Regions from separate parts of the Ovis aries genome. Here region 1 is linked to region 2. The links are chromatin contacts, called in public Hi-C maps. All regions are on one chromosome and are shown on one strand. The core of a region is the stretch at or near the end of the contact, and the rest is flanking DNA. Distances in the headings are between cores, read along the strand shown.

Region 1 (6,225 bases), core at 1,463-3,962, 74 kb after region 2:
TTATAATTTTCAAAGTCCCTGTGTCTGCACTGAGGTTCTCCCTGCCCCCAAAACCTCTTTAACTTCTTAGCTAACTTTTTAGGTTATACAAGTGACAGCATGATTACGTCTAGGCAACTGACTGACCTGATACAAAAGTATGTCTTCTCGGGGTTTAGGAGACTGCGTTGGTGGGATTAAAAAATAAAAGGAAATGAATTTAACTATATATATATATATATATATATATATATATATATGTTTTTTTCCTCTATCTTTTTTCTTAAAGCGCCTTTCTTTTGCTTGTCATAAGAATCATACAAACTCCTCATAAATCTATCTGAAAAACAGAAGGAAGAACATCAAAACTTTCCTGATTCACGTGTGTCTGTTCATAGGTTTAATAACTTGGCTTTTATATTACAAAATTCTAACTCTCAAGTAGTCATGAAAAAAGAGAGTGCAGGAAAACTTCCAGTCCTTGCATTCACAAAGCACTCAACAGAAAAGGCACCTGATACCAAAGTTGTTTTTCTTTTTTTTACTTCTGAGTAAATTTCAAACTTTTAGAAGAAGAGTAATTCTTTTTAACAAGCCAGGTAAAGATGGGAAGCATTCACCTTACCAACTACTTTCTCTTTAAAATGATAAACATGGAGGTTTGCATTGAGCTTTAAAATTAATAGGGCGGACACTTATGAAAGTTCAAAATGTTTGCTAAGTTTCTTGAAGGTGACTTGTTCTGTGAAGGTGTGTGTGGAGGGGCTCGGGGGAGGGAGATAGATATGCTGCTTTCAGGCTGTCAGTGAAGCTTCCACACTGTTGGTGTCAGTACCAACTGGCCCACTTCTGACTCAGGCCAAGTTCTACGTTGGTCTGTTTTCACTCTGTTCTCCAGAGCTGGCACAGAAACAGGAAAGTTTAACAGTTCATTTCTTTGGCACAATCCACGCACTGTCACAGTGGACATTCTGCCTCTTTCAGGCTTGTTTGGTGACCGACTACCCCCACCACCACCACCTGATAGTAGGTATTGAGTCATTGCTATTCTAATCAACCAACCGAACACACCACTTCCCCCTCTCTAATTTCCACCCAAGGCCTCTGACATCATTTTCTGACCACCTTACTGAGTTCTAATATTCTCAGCATGTGTGATTTCACTTGGCACCTCAAACACTGAAAGGCATTGAAACACTTCACTGAAATTAGCTTTTCCATCACACTGTGGCTGAGAACCTACAGTTTCAGATGCAGAGGACTGAGTGATTGCCAACCGCAAAACAAACAGTAGGTGGAAAAGGCACAGGAGAGGCAGTGCAACAGGACCTGAGCAGCACAGTCCTTGTTTTTGGTAAAGTAATCCTTTAGAACGGGAACTTTCCGGTGACAGTGTGAACTGAATTTTCCTTGTAAAATTTATCACCCATCTTCCACACGTTTGGTAAATATGCGCACTCTAGCTACACTCCCCAGATGTGACGGCTACATCAGAAAAAAAAAAAAAATGAAAAACGATACCAGGTGCCATTCCTGGGCCTTGCCCAAAAGGCAGCCGGTGGAAGAGTCTATTTTATCCTCTTTTCCCCGCATTAAATAACAACCGTCAACGGCAGAGAAGGAGAGCATTTGGATGTGAACAGATGGCATCCAACACCTAACAAGCGAAGCCACTCTTTCAAGCACTAGATCCTAAATGTCTGATGGTCCCAAGGATCAGGAGGGCTTATTTGTCTTAAGAAGGTTGGCAGCAGGATCCCCTGGAGTCACCATCCCAACGCATGCGTCATTATCCAGTCAGCAACTACAAGCAAAAAAAAATCAAACCACCACACTTTTATACATCTCCCCCTTTCTAGTCCAACTAGAGACGACCAGATCCAACACCATCAGCAATTCCTCCACTTAAAGCCAGAGAAAAATAAGCCTGAAGGTAAACGAAACGTATAAAGGTTAACAAACTTACCTAATTTTGACAAGGTTGTGCAACACCAGAAGAATCCGCAGGGTGCCCTTCCCGGGGGCGGGGGAGGAGGTGGGGATTAGTATTTGAACATGCCTGATCTGCAATTCTGTCTGAGTAACCTAGCTATCCAACTTTCTTCCTCCCTTCCTTGGAAAGCGACATCCTTTCCCCCCCAAAAAAAGCAAAACAGTAAATATACAAACATCTCAACGTTTCACTTTAGAAGGCCACCGCGAATTTGTCTTTCGCAGAGCCCTCTAAGTTTCCTCAACACCTCTGCAAACACCCAAGAACTCTGAAGGCAGAAGGGGCCATAGGCTCGCGGAGGAAGGAAGCACTGAGACCGGTGGGACAAGAAGGACGGCCGAGGGGAGGTCACCCCCGCTGACTCGCAGGCCCAGCGAGCGGCTGGGAAGCCGGGACGCTCGGGAAAGACCTCTCTGCCCCGCCGGACAATCGCGGGAGCAGGACAGTACCGAGAGGGCAGCGAAAACAAGAAGACCCAAGAGAGGGGAAAATAACGCCAGGACGACCCGATGAAGCCACTGGAAGTTGGGGACCTAATGGGAGGCGCGGGTGCGCGGGGCAAACGGCGTCGGGAGGCGTGGGGACTGGGAGGGCGCCGCCGACACGGGTCTCACCTGGGGGGTCCTTTCGGCCGGGTTCTTCATCACCGCCTGGCGGAAGCTGTTATCCACGTAGGACGCCATCTCCCCCCGCGGCCCGGGCCGGGGCCGCTCCGCGCCCTCGGCCGCCTCCTCCCGGCCCAGCGCCGCCGCCGCTGCCGCCGCCTCCGCCCTGCGCGCTCCGCCCGCCCGCCTCCGGCCAACCAGCCAAACCGCGGCGGCGGCCGGGCGGCGGGGCCCCGGGCGCGCGGCGGGGCGGGGGGCGTGAGGCCCGAGGGTCCCCGAGGCGCCCGGCAGCCGGGAGCTCCTGCTTCCTCCGCCTCCTCCGCCTCCTCTGCGCCGCGCGGTCGGGAAGGCTCCCTCCGGGCCCTGGATCGACACGCCTCCCCGGCTCCTCTCGGGGCCGGCGGCGGCTCCTCCCGGCCCTCCCGGGCCTGAGTTATTTTTAGGGAGTTCGAGCCGCGGTGAGGGGGGAGGCCGGGGCGCGCGGGCCTCCCGCTCCTCCGGGCGCAGGGCCGCCCCCTCCTCTCGGGGTCTCCGGAAGGCACTCCGGCTCCGCGGCCGCCGTCTGAGGACTGTCTCAGGTCCGGGCGCTCCGGAGCTGAATCGCCTCGGTCTCCGGCTCCGCCGCGCCGGAGCTCTGTCTACTGAGCTCCGCCGAGCCCCCCGGCTGCCGCTGCATCCCCTCGGGCCGCCCCGCCGCCGCCGCCGCCCCGGCAGCCGCCGTGCGCTCCGCCGCCGCCGCCTCCCCCCATTGGCGCGCGCGGAGCGGCCAGAGCGCCCCCGGCTGCGCCCTCGGCCGCCTGACTCTCGGCAACTTTGTTCCCGGTCTGAGGGCGCGGAGGGAAGGGGCCGTGGGCAGCCGGGTCCGGACTCCCGGCGGCGGGCGTCGCGCGCAGCCCCCCGGAGAGTGTTTGGGCAGCGGCGACTCCCCTCCTCTTCCCCGCCTCTTCCTCCTCCTGCGCCTCCGCGCCGCCCCGCGGCTCCTTAGGGAGGAAGCGGCCTCCGGGGCCGGTCGCTTTGTGCTGCAACCATGGTGAAGAGTGAGTGACGGGTCTGCGGCCAGTGGGCTCGCGCCGCGTCGGCGGGGGCCGGGCGTCCTGCGCCCGGGCCCGCCCCCGAGCCCCCAGCCTGTAGGCCCGCCGGCCGCGCCCTCGCCGGCGAGCGGCACCTTCGGCGGCCCAGGTGAGCCGGGTGGCCCGGCGGCCCGGGCTGGCAGCGCCCTGGCGGGGCTGGCGGGGGCCCCGCTCCACCTGGCCTCGGGGAGGCGACGAGTCTCAGCGCCGGGGCGGAAGGCGCAGACTCCCCTCTCCCCACTCCCCACCCCTTCCCCGGCTTACGCCGCGCCCCCTACCCACATCCCACTCAGAATCCCGGGGGATCTGCAGCGTCCCCTCGCCCCTCCGTACTCCCCCTGCCGCCAGGTCTCGGCCGCCGGGGCTGAAAGTTGACCTGGAACAGAAGTCCGGCCGCAGCTTGGGCCGCCCTGGGCAGTCGTTTTGAACCCAGGGGGTGGGCTCCGGGTCGCTGCAGAGGCAATCAGTCCTCTAGGGGTTTATTAGGTGTATTTGTGACTTGCTTCAGGGAAAGCGTTCTGCCTCGGTGCTCAGCAGGCACCTGACACTTCAGTGACCGCGAAACTAAGGAGGTGGAAACGTGCGGGTTCAACACTGGACTAAACACCGCCTCTAGACGGGCAAACACTCCCGATTTAAAGGTGATCAGCCTTTTGCGCGAGACTCAGACAGCAGATCCTGTGACATAAGCAGAAACCCTTGCAGGTGTGCTTGGCATGAGGCAGAGTAAACCTCCAGACCCGGCACCCAAGTCGGACTTACTTGGTTCAGAAAACTTGGTTCAGAAACACTAGGACAGAGCCCTTTACGATGTCACTGTGCCTGCTGTGTTCCGCCCCCACCCCAGGGCCAGGTCGAGAAGTGTAAGGGCAGCCAACCAGCGGCCACAGTTCTGGAGTTCTGGTCCTAGGGTTTTATTTTTACCTGCCTCCCTTTCGCTCACCCTCAATAAGTTCATGTTTTGCTGTCTGTATGGAGGCCATATTCAGAAAAGGATTGTTATTTGCACTACCTACTACGGTGGACTTTCCTCCCATTTTCAAACATACTGTTTCAACATCTAGTTTATTTTAAACAGTTGGAATAGGTTATGAACATTTTAAGTTCCTGAAGTCATCTGCATGGCATTAAACAGATTGTGCATCTTCCAAGAGAAGAAACCGTCCTGGCCCAACCTTCTGAAACTGAATCTGAGTTACAAATTGTATCTCTAGATCTTTGTATCTCTAGATATTACCCATGCCCCAACTGCTTCCCCATATTTCTCTCAAACTCCTCACTTGAGGGCCAGCATCAGATTCTTTATGACATAGACTACCACATTGAATAAGTGTCATTACCACTCTGTGAAGAGAGAAAAGAAGAAAAATCAAGTCCAATGAAGTGAGAAAACTTACCTGACATCTCCATCTGGTGCCCAGTAGATGTCTCAGAATTAACATGTGCAAACCAGGCTCCAGATCTCTGACCCCAAACATGCCCCACCCACAGCCTTCCCCATTCCAGCCAACAGCCATCTACACCAGTCACCCAGTGCCCAGGTGAAAAACCTTGGCATCTTTCTTGACTCTTTCTCTTACACCCTACAAATTTCAGTAAACCTGTCAGCTCAACCTTCAAAGTACTGTATCTGGAATCTAACCTCTACCCACTGTCTTGACTTCCATGACCTTGGTCCACGCCAGCATCATCTTTGGCCTAAACTTGGCAATAACCACCTACCTGGCCTTCCTCTTTTTGCCCATTGCCTCCAACATGTATAGTGAATCTGTTCATTCCAGTTCAACTTACTCTTCTGCCAGGCTCCTCTGCCCCTGGAATTCTCCAGGCAGGAATACTGGAGTGGGTAGCCATTCCCTTCTTCAGGGGATCTTCTCAACCCAGGGATTGAACCCAGAACTCCTGCATTGCAGGCACATTCCTTATGATCTGACCCACCAGGGAAGCCCTACTCTTTTGCCAGAAAAGAAAGAAAAGTTCATTAGTTATCCATCACATTTACAGTAAAAGCCAAGGTCCTTATTTATTATGGCCTAAATGACCTACAGAGTGGTCCTCCCCAACTTGTCTCTCTGACTCCTCCCTGACTTCTCTCTCTGACTCATCCCCTACAACTCAACCCCCTACTCATTTTCCAGCTACATTGGCCTCCATGCCACTTCCAGAACTCGCAGTCTCATGGCCTTTCCCTTTGCAGTTCCTCTGCCACCTGCATTAGTGACCGGCTTCCCTAGGCCACCAAAAAATAAAACAAAGCCTGGAATGATGTTCTCTCGGCTCCTCCTTTGTATCTTTATTCAAATGTGATTTTCCCTCTGTCTCCACATGCCCCTCTTCCTCTCCCTTGCTTTCCTTACCAACATCTGACATGCTACGTATTTTACTTACTTGATTTATTTCTTGTTTGTTTCCCTCCATAATGATGTAAGCTTCTGAAGATCAATGATATTTGTTCCTTTTGTTCACCCAACATGAGGTAAATTAATGAATAACTATAATATCACCTTATACGTGTAGCAGACTGTTACATACATTATCTCACTTGTGCCCCTGATGGAGGAGGAGAGGCTAAGAGAGA
Region 2 (7,195 bases), core at 962-3,461:
CAGGAACATGTTGCTTTAACCAGGAAGCAGCATTTTTCCAACAATAGATCTTTTTGAGGAAGGACATCCTTTTTTTCAAAAATAGATGTTATTTGAAAGCAGCGAAAAGTCATAAAACTGCTATAGCCCTGTAGACAGGAACAATGATGGACAGACAGGAATGCAGTATTCCATGAAAAAGACTTTTTTTCGCCCCAAATATAATCCAGTGTTCTTGCCTGGAGAGACGGGGACGGGGGAGCCTGGTGGGCTGCCATCTCTGGGGTCGCACAGAGTCGGACACGACTGAAGTGACTTAGCAGCTTAGCATAAACCATGTTATCAAACTCAAGAGTATTCTTTTAAGTCAGAGGTACTCAACCTTTTGGTCAGTAGGGTCCAGTTTCGTGGAAGACAATTTTTCCACAGACTGGGGCAGGGGGGAGGAATGGTTTGGGGGGTGGCAGTGGATATGGTTCAGCCAGTAATGAGAATGATGGGGAGCAGCAGATGAAGCCTCACACACTTTGCCCACAGCTCACCTCCTGCTGTGCAGCCTGGTTCTTAAAATCTGACCCCGGGGTTGGGGATCCCTGCTGTAGGTCACTGAAAAGAATGACTGCTCACAACCTAAGGAATTCTCTTGCTCAGAGTCTGTAAACACAACCCAGGGCCAACATGAAGAAGTAGGGAAAGCTTTCCACATCGTGGGCGCCTTCTCTGGTACCTCCTAAGAGACTCACACAGGAGGGAATCAGCCTCAGAGCAAACTTAAGATTCACCAGGAATTAGGTTTTAACTCCCCTTGTTTACCAGCATGAGGACTGGCTAAGCAGTAAGGGTGTATTTAACATGACCTTTGAAGAGCTGAGAGAGGAGACATCCCTCACCTTTCCTGTCCGTCTCCTCCACAGATGCTCTGCAAATGGAGTGGGCGGGAGGGGGAGGAGGTTTGCTACACTCTACTAGGAGAAACAACATATCCTTCTCCTTTAAAGTAAGTTCTTATTTCATATATGAAGCTGCATATTTGAATCAGAATCACAAGCCAGGTACAACCTTGCAGTTAGTTATAAGATCAATTTAAGAGGCAAAGTTGATTCCTTTAAAAATACTGCATCTCAATCATCACAGAAACTAAGGCCAAGACCACGCTAGAGCTCAAGGCCCACACGGTGAACCACCCTGCCAGCTTCTCGGGACCGGAGACTGCAGTGCTGACCCACCGCTCTCTGTTGCCAAGACAACAAGGTACTGCATCCTTCCAGCCTTAGACCACTAGCAAGGAATTACAGTTCTGTCCTGCACAATAATGACAAGGAGGTTAAAAGCCAAACTATCCAAGGCTCAAGCTCCCGGTCACAGCCAGGAGGTGGAGGACCGAAGTTGGGGGAACATCTGCTGGCTTTGCTGTGTCTACCCACACCAAGGTAAGCTTAAAAGTTTTACCTAGCAGAAGCCACGGTTCTCTAACTAAAACATTTTAAAACCACCCTTGGGAGGTAATGGAAAGAACACGCACTCTGGCGTCCTCCTCCCCATTGCTGCGAAGGCCTGCAACCCTGGATGTGTTACTGAGACACTATTTGCATACCAGCATATAGATCATCTGGAGGAAGGTATGACAACCACTCCAGTATCCTCGCCTAGAGAATCCCATGGACAGAGGAGCCTAGGAGGCTACAGTCCATGGGGTTGCGAAGAGTCGGACAGGACTGGAGTGACTGGGCCCACACGCATGCATGACTCTTCTTCTTGACTGGGTCATGTGACTAAAAGACACATAGTTTCATAATGACACACGGCACATACAGACCCTTGGGGAGCAGGGCAGCTGGTTTCATGACCTGTGAGATTTGCAGAAAGGCAGGCACACAGTAACATCGAGAATGACAAACTTTTAAATACTACCAAAATTTATATACTTTAGAATTTGTATATATCAATGCATGCTCTTCATATGTTTATCTGGCCAAAAAATAAGTCAAATGAATTTTTTATAAAACATGCAAAGGGCCCCTGGATGACCATCTGCATCAATCCAGCTTTTATACCACGGATGGTACAAAGGGAGCTGACCAGCCTCAGAGCACAGACCTGCCTGCGCTTTTCAGGCCTGTCACCACCTGCTCCCAAAGCCCCTCAGGCTGGCTTCCCAGTAAAGCCTCCACCGATAGTCTTTGCACCCCTCCCATACAGATAGCTGGCAGTGTACGGCCCACCCTGACACAGAGTCCCTTGAACACACTGGTCCTCCCTCACCCCTGGGTAAGTGTCCTACAACTCTACCCACCGGCGGCAGGGACTGCTTCGTGAGCCACCCACATGGGCCCCCAAGTGAGATCTGTGCAGCCACTTTATATTTCACCTTCTCCATCAGAGAAGAAACACCTCAAAGTCACTGTTTTACATGTTGTTCTAATCTTTGCATCTAGCAACAGGCTGTGCTGCAAAGAAGGAATAGGCCCACACTCCTGCAGAGCCGATGGTATCTACAACCTACACACATGGTGAGCTCGACCCGGGGAGTACATAGTGAGCGCGACCCGGGAGTAACCGAGACAAAGGGCAGGGGGAACGCTGTTCTCAGCCCCAGTATCCAGACAAGCTGAGGCAATTCTCCATATGGCCACCAGGGGGCAGAGAGGACTAGCAGTCCTTCAAGGGCTTACACACCGAAGTAGGAGATGGATCTTTACATCATCCCTTAGGGTTGTGCAGAGACCACGACCATCCTTTCTCCTCTGTCCCTAAAGAGAGGGCATGGGGGATGGGAGACAGGTCCACCAGCACTCTTGATAAAATCATTTCATTTCTATCATCCCCAGAAGGAAAAAGTCATATTTTAAACCTCTACTCCACCCCCACCCCTCACAACTTGGTAAAGCACCAGAGCCTTTAAAACAAAAATATTCCATACTGTGATAACTGCTGTCATCACATACTTCAGGGAAATGTTACAGAAAAATCCATGGTGGACTGTTATGATTTTGAGTAAAACTTTTTTTGACTGTGTTATAATCAGTTTTTTGGACTTCCCTGGTGGCTCAGACGGTAAAGCGTCTGCCTGCAATGCGGGAGACCTGGGTTCGATCCCTGGGTCAGGAAGATCCCCTGGAGAAGGAAATGGCAACCCACTCCAGTACTCTTGCCTGGAAAATCCCATGGACGGATGATCCTGGTAGGCTACAGTTCATAGGGTCGCAAAGAGTCGGACACAACTGAGTGACTTCACTTTCACTTAATCAGTTTATTAATTGTGTACAGTATTGTAAAATACTTGTAAAATATCAATAGGAGAAAGTGTGAGAGGATATATGAGAACTCTTTGTACCAGCCTCTCAACTTTTCTGTAAACCTAAAACTGCTCTAAAAATAAAGTACTTTTAATTAATTTTTATTGGAGTATAGTTGATTTATAAGGTTGTGTTAGTTTCTGCTATATGGCAAAGTGATTCAGTAAACTTTGTTCTTAAACAGCAATTTCAACCTAAATCTTATGAAGGCTGTTTCTGAGTTTACTATAACTTACACCCAAAAGGAAGACCATGCCCCAGAGCTGCGATTTCATTCAAATTCACAAGTCAAAAACGCAGGAAAATCTGTGATTATATTCCAGTCATCTACAGCTCAGTCTGGAAGCATTACTTCAGCCCTGGACTCTCGAGCAACTGCATCTTTTTAAGACAGCAGATAAGGAATTCTAGAAGTAAACGATACTGATTTAAGTTATTGTGTTTGTCCAAAACTACCTTAAGGGTTCCTTAGAGCTTTAAAAAAAACAGAGTTTTTGAATAGTTCCTAAACTTCAGACAGAAGTAATTCTAAGGCAATTACCTTTTGAATTAACCATGAAAATTACAAAAGAGACCTCAGAGTTAGGCAGAGCACACCCTTGCCCCATGCCTCCTGCGCTTCCAGGTGGCAGGGAGCCTAAGTGTCACATTCCAGGGGAGATGAACTGAAGAAGGCAGAAAAGTACTTCCTAAATTCTAAGAAGCAGTGGAAGTACCACATCATCCTCAAAGTTTATCTCTTATTGAAGAAAACGTAAGAGTTAAATGATTCAGAAGCAACCGCCACCCTACGGTAGGTTTTATGCTTCTAAAGGAGAAGTGTTAGGTTTAGCAAGTTAGATACCCATCACACGCTGCGTCCATTGCCCTGTCCCAGGGGAAAACAGCCATGGAAGCAAGTATTGTTTCTGAGGATTAAAATTTCTCACTGTGTGTGTGTGTGTGTGTGTGTGTGTGTGTGTGTGTGTGTGTCACTCAGTCGTGTCCAATTCTTTGTGATCATACAGACTGTAGCTCACCAGGCTCCTCTGGCCATGGGATTCTCCAGGCAAGAATACCAGAGTGGGTTGCCATTCCCTTCTCCAGGAAATCTTCCAAACCCAGGGATCAAACCCAGGTCTCCTGAATTGCAGGTGGATTCTTTACCATCTGAGCCACCAGGAAAGCCCAAAATTCCTCATTAGAAAAATCAACAATTGTAACTAAAAACTCATCCTGGGGACAGATAAGAAAAATATCAAGTGGCTAAATCACAGAGTCAGTATGAGCTTCAGAGATGATATCTCCCCTTCAGAACAATGCCCATGACCAAGCCGACAGCTCCCCAGAATTCACATCTCTCAGGCAGCGAGAATAAACATCAAAACAGATCTTTTGAAGTAACTCTCTCATTTTAATCTCTCAGACTGCCAACTACGTAGTCAAATGTTAACTGCCCATGTATAGAGATTAACACACTAGAAAATGATTTGCCATGAACTGAATGCCAGCCTGGCTTTTGTTCTCTGTGAATAGGTGAGCAGGTAGTGAATGAGCACATTTTAAGTTACCATTTCAAATTCTGATTAAGTACAACTGAAAAGGTAAATCAGCTGTACACACACATGCACACAATGCCCCCAACTCATAGAAAATGATTCCTGGACCATCTTCCATTTCTTTTTTTTAAAAAAAGGAGCTACAGATGCCCCCTGGGCCCAGTTCTCCTCTAAGGACACAGTTAAAACCTTGGGCCCGGGATGGCACTCTTTCCCAGGGATGGTCTGGCTCTGATTAAGCCCTGCAGAAGCCGAGCTGGTGTTGGGTGGGGCGAGCTGGTGTTGGGTTGGGGGGGGGGTGGGGGGGGACAGCCCACTGAAAACCTGGCAACAGGGGCCAGAGCTGCAGAACCACCCTCAGGACACCTCCAGGTCCAAAGACAACCTAACTGCAGACGACCAGGCCAATGTCAGCATCCCCACTGCGGCGGGTTCACACAGTCCTGGGAAAACAAAAGCCAAGCGGAACAGGTCACCGAGGACACACAGGCTCTCCGCAGAAAGGAAGCGCTTCCGAATGAAAGCAGGTTTTAAATATAGAAAACCTCATTGCTGCCATTTTTCTAGGACAAAAGACAAAAATAATTGGACATCTGTTTTTCCCATCTTGAATGTTTTACCGAGGAGTCAACCACCAAGAGTATTACTTATTCTCAAACTTCTCTGTTTCTCAAGAGGACAGGACAAGCACATAAAAACATTCTGCGGACACAGTTAAAGCTTTCCAACTCTGTTCATCAGAAATGAACTAAATGCTCAAGGCATGTTAGGTGCCGTTCAAAACTGATCTCTTTCAGATCTGTCCATATGAGATGAAGTGGCTGGGCGAGGGTAAGTTTAACCATCCCATCAGATGAACACTAGGGGCGGGGGGCCGGGGGTGGGGCACAGTTACAAAAAAGGAAGTGCATTACTAGACTGCAGAGAAGACATAAGGACTAGTAAACATACATATAAAATACTGATAATGGAGTGCTCCTTTAGAAAGAACCACAGTCGTAATTTCTGAAGCATCCTGCCTCTCGATGATGTTTCAAACTCTCCTTGGACACTAACGTCTAACATCTTTATCTTACATCTGTCCTACCTCCCACACCTGTACAGGGGGTACCACCCACCCCTGACAGCTTAAATCTGCAGATGTGTCCACTTGATCTGTATGATGGGCTCTATCACATTCAAAATTAAGTAGCATAAATCAAGAGACCTTTGGCCATCACAACAGCAATGCATGCTTGCTCGCTCTTAAACACACACACACACATACACACACACACGGAGCCCTTTGGGCATCATTATCAAGACGCTCCAGAAACCAGAAGGAGGCAAAGAGCCCTTGGTGAATTCAGTTACCACTTAGGAGCCATCACAGCCAGAAGGGGAATGAGAAAGTAGGCAAAAGGGGCCCTCACCCCCACATTTCCTAAACTACGTTCATAACCCAGAATGCCTGGCGCTGAGATCAAAGCAACAAAGGGGAGATGGGTTTGCGGACCAGCTACTTCATCCCAGAACTAGAACATCCCCGTAGAAAGAAGTAAATGGAGGCTGTGAAACTTCCTTTTCCAGGTAAAGGACAAATTGCAAAGAGGCCCAGTGAAGGGGTTCCAAACATAGGTCCACAGCAAAGTTTTCACCAGCATTTGGCAAAGTAAAAGAACAAAGATACTGCGTGAGATTCTTGATGAACCGAAGGAACTTGGCTTACAGAGCTCAGTGGTCTAGTGGTTAAAAACTCACCCTGCAACGCAGGGGATGCAGATTTGATCCCTGGCCGGGGAACTAAGATCCCACATGCTGTGGAGCAACTAAGCCCACATGCCAAAACCAGAATCCATGTGCCACAAGGAAAAGGGCCTGCGTGATACCACGAGGGTCCTGTGTGCCCCAACTAAGACCCGACCAACACAGCCAAGTAAATGAATACAATATAATTTCAAAAAAATAAAGAGCTTGACTTTTGGGGAAGATCATACCTTTTTTTTTTTTTGCTTTTATAATGTCATCCTTTGAAATCATATTGATACAAGATGATATAACTCATTGCTTTGTCTAGTATCACCAGTAAAAGAAATTTTCTATAATTGCCCACATTATGTTGGCACCTCAATTTCTGAGTGGTGGTCAGGAAGATCAAGGGTCTGACTCATGAAATCCAAGAACCTGGGGCACCCACCTAAAAGCCTGCTAAATATGGGGATCAGAAGTGACTACAAAGTCCCCAAATTATTCATTTCTTCCAGCTCTCATTCTCAAAACTTTCCAGAGAAAAAGCACTCCAGGCATTTTGACCCTCCCCCAAAGAGACCCTCTCTCCAACACATTTTTATTAAAGAAATCTCTAACATTATAATCTTCTGGTGGAATACTGGGCCTTCAAAC

The links. A called contact is a pair of places that touch in the nucleus more often than the background predicts.
Region 1: a contact with region 2 is called in a Hi-C map of liver, with 3 times the contacts expected there. The contact joins the promoter of RAPGEF2 here to the enhancer-like site in region 2. A contact is called at or near these places in 5 of 16 Hi-C or Micro-C datasets (hypothalamus, liver, muscle and 2 more).

What each region holds. Positions count from the first base shown.
Region 1 is chr17:40,130,977-40,137,201 of ARS-UI_Ramb_v3.0, forward strand. It overlaps RAPGEF2 (Rap guanine nucleotide exchange factor 2), which reads right to left and starts at 2,713. Exons shown (of 30, transcript XM_060400663.1): 1 at 2,587-2,713. The coding sequence starts at 2,655.
Region 2 is chr17:40,057,175-40,064,369 of ARS-UI_Ramb_v3.0, forward strand. The region is part of intron 1 of RAPGEF2 (Rap guanine nucleotide exchange factor 2); the gene reads right to left. Among named protein-coding and RNA genes, the nearest start is that of RAPGEF2, 73 kb to the right of the region's middle. Within about 2 kb of position 2,212, at least 8 of the 54 cell types and tissues checked have an H3K27ac peak or open chromatin away from gene starts, as enhancers often do. A contact at or near this core is called in hypothalamus and liver, where this site is marked.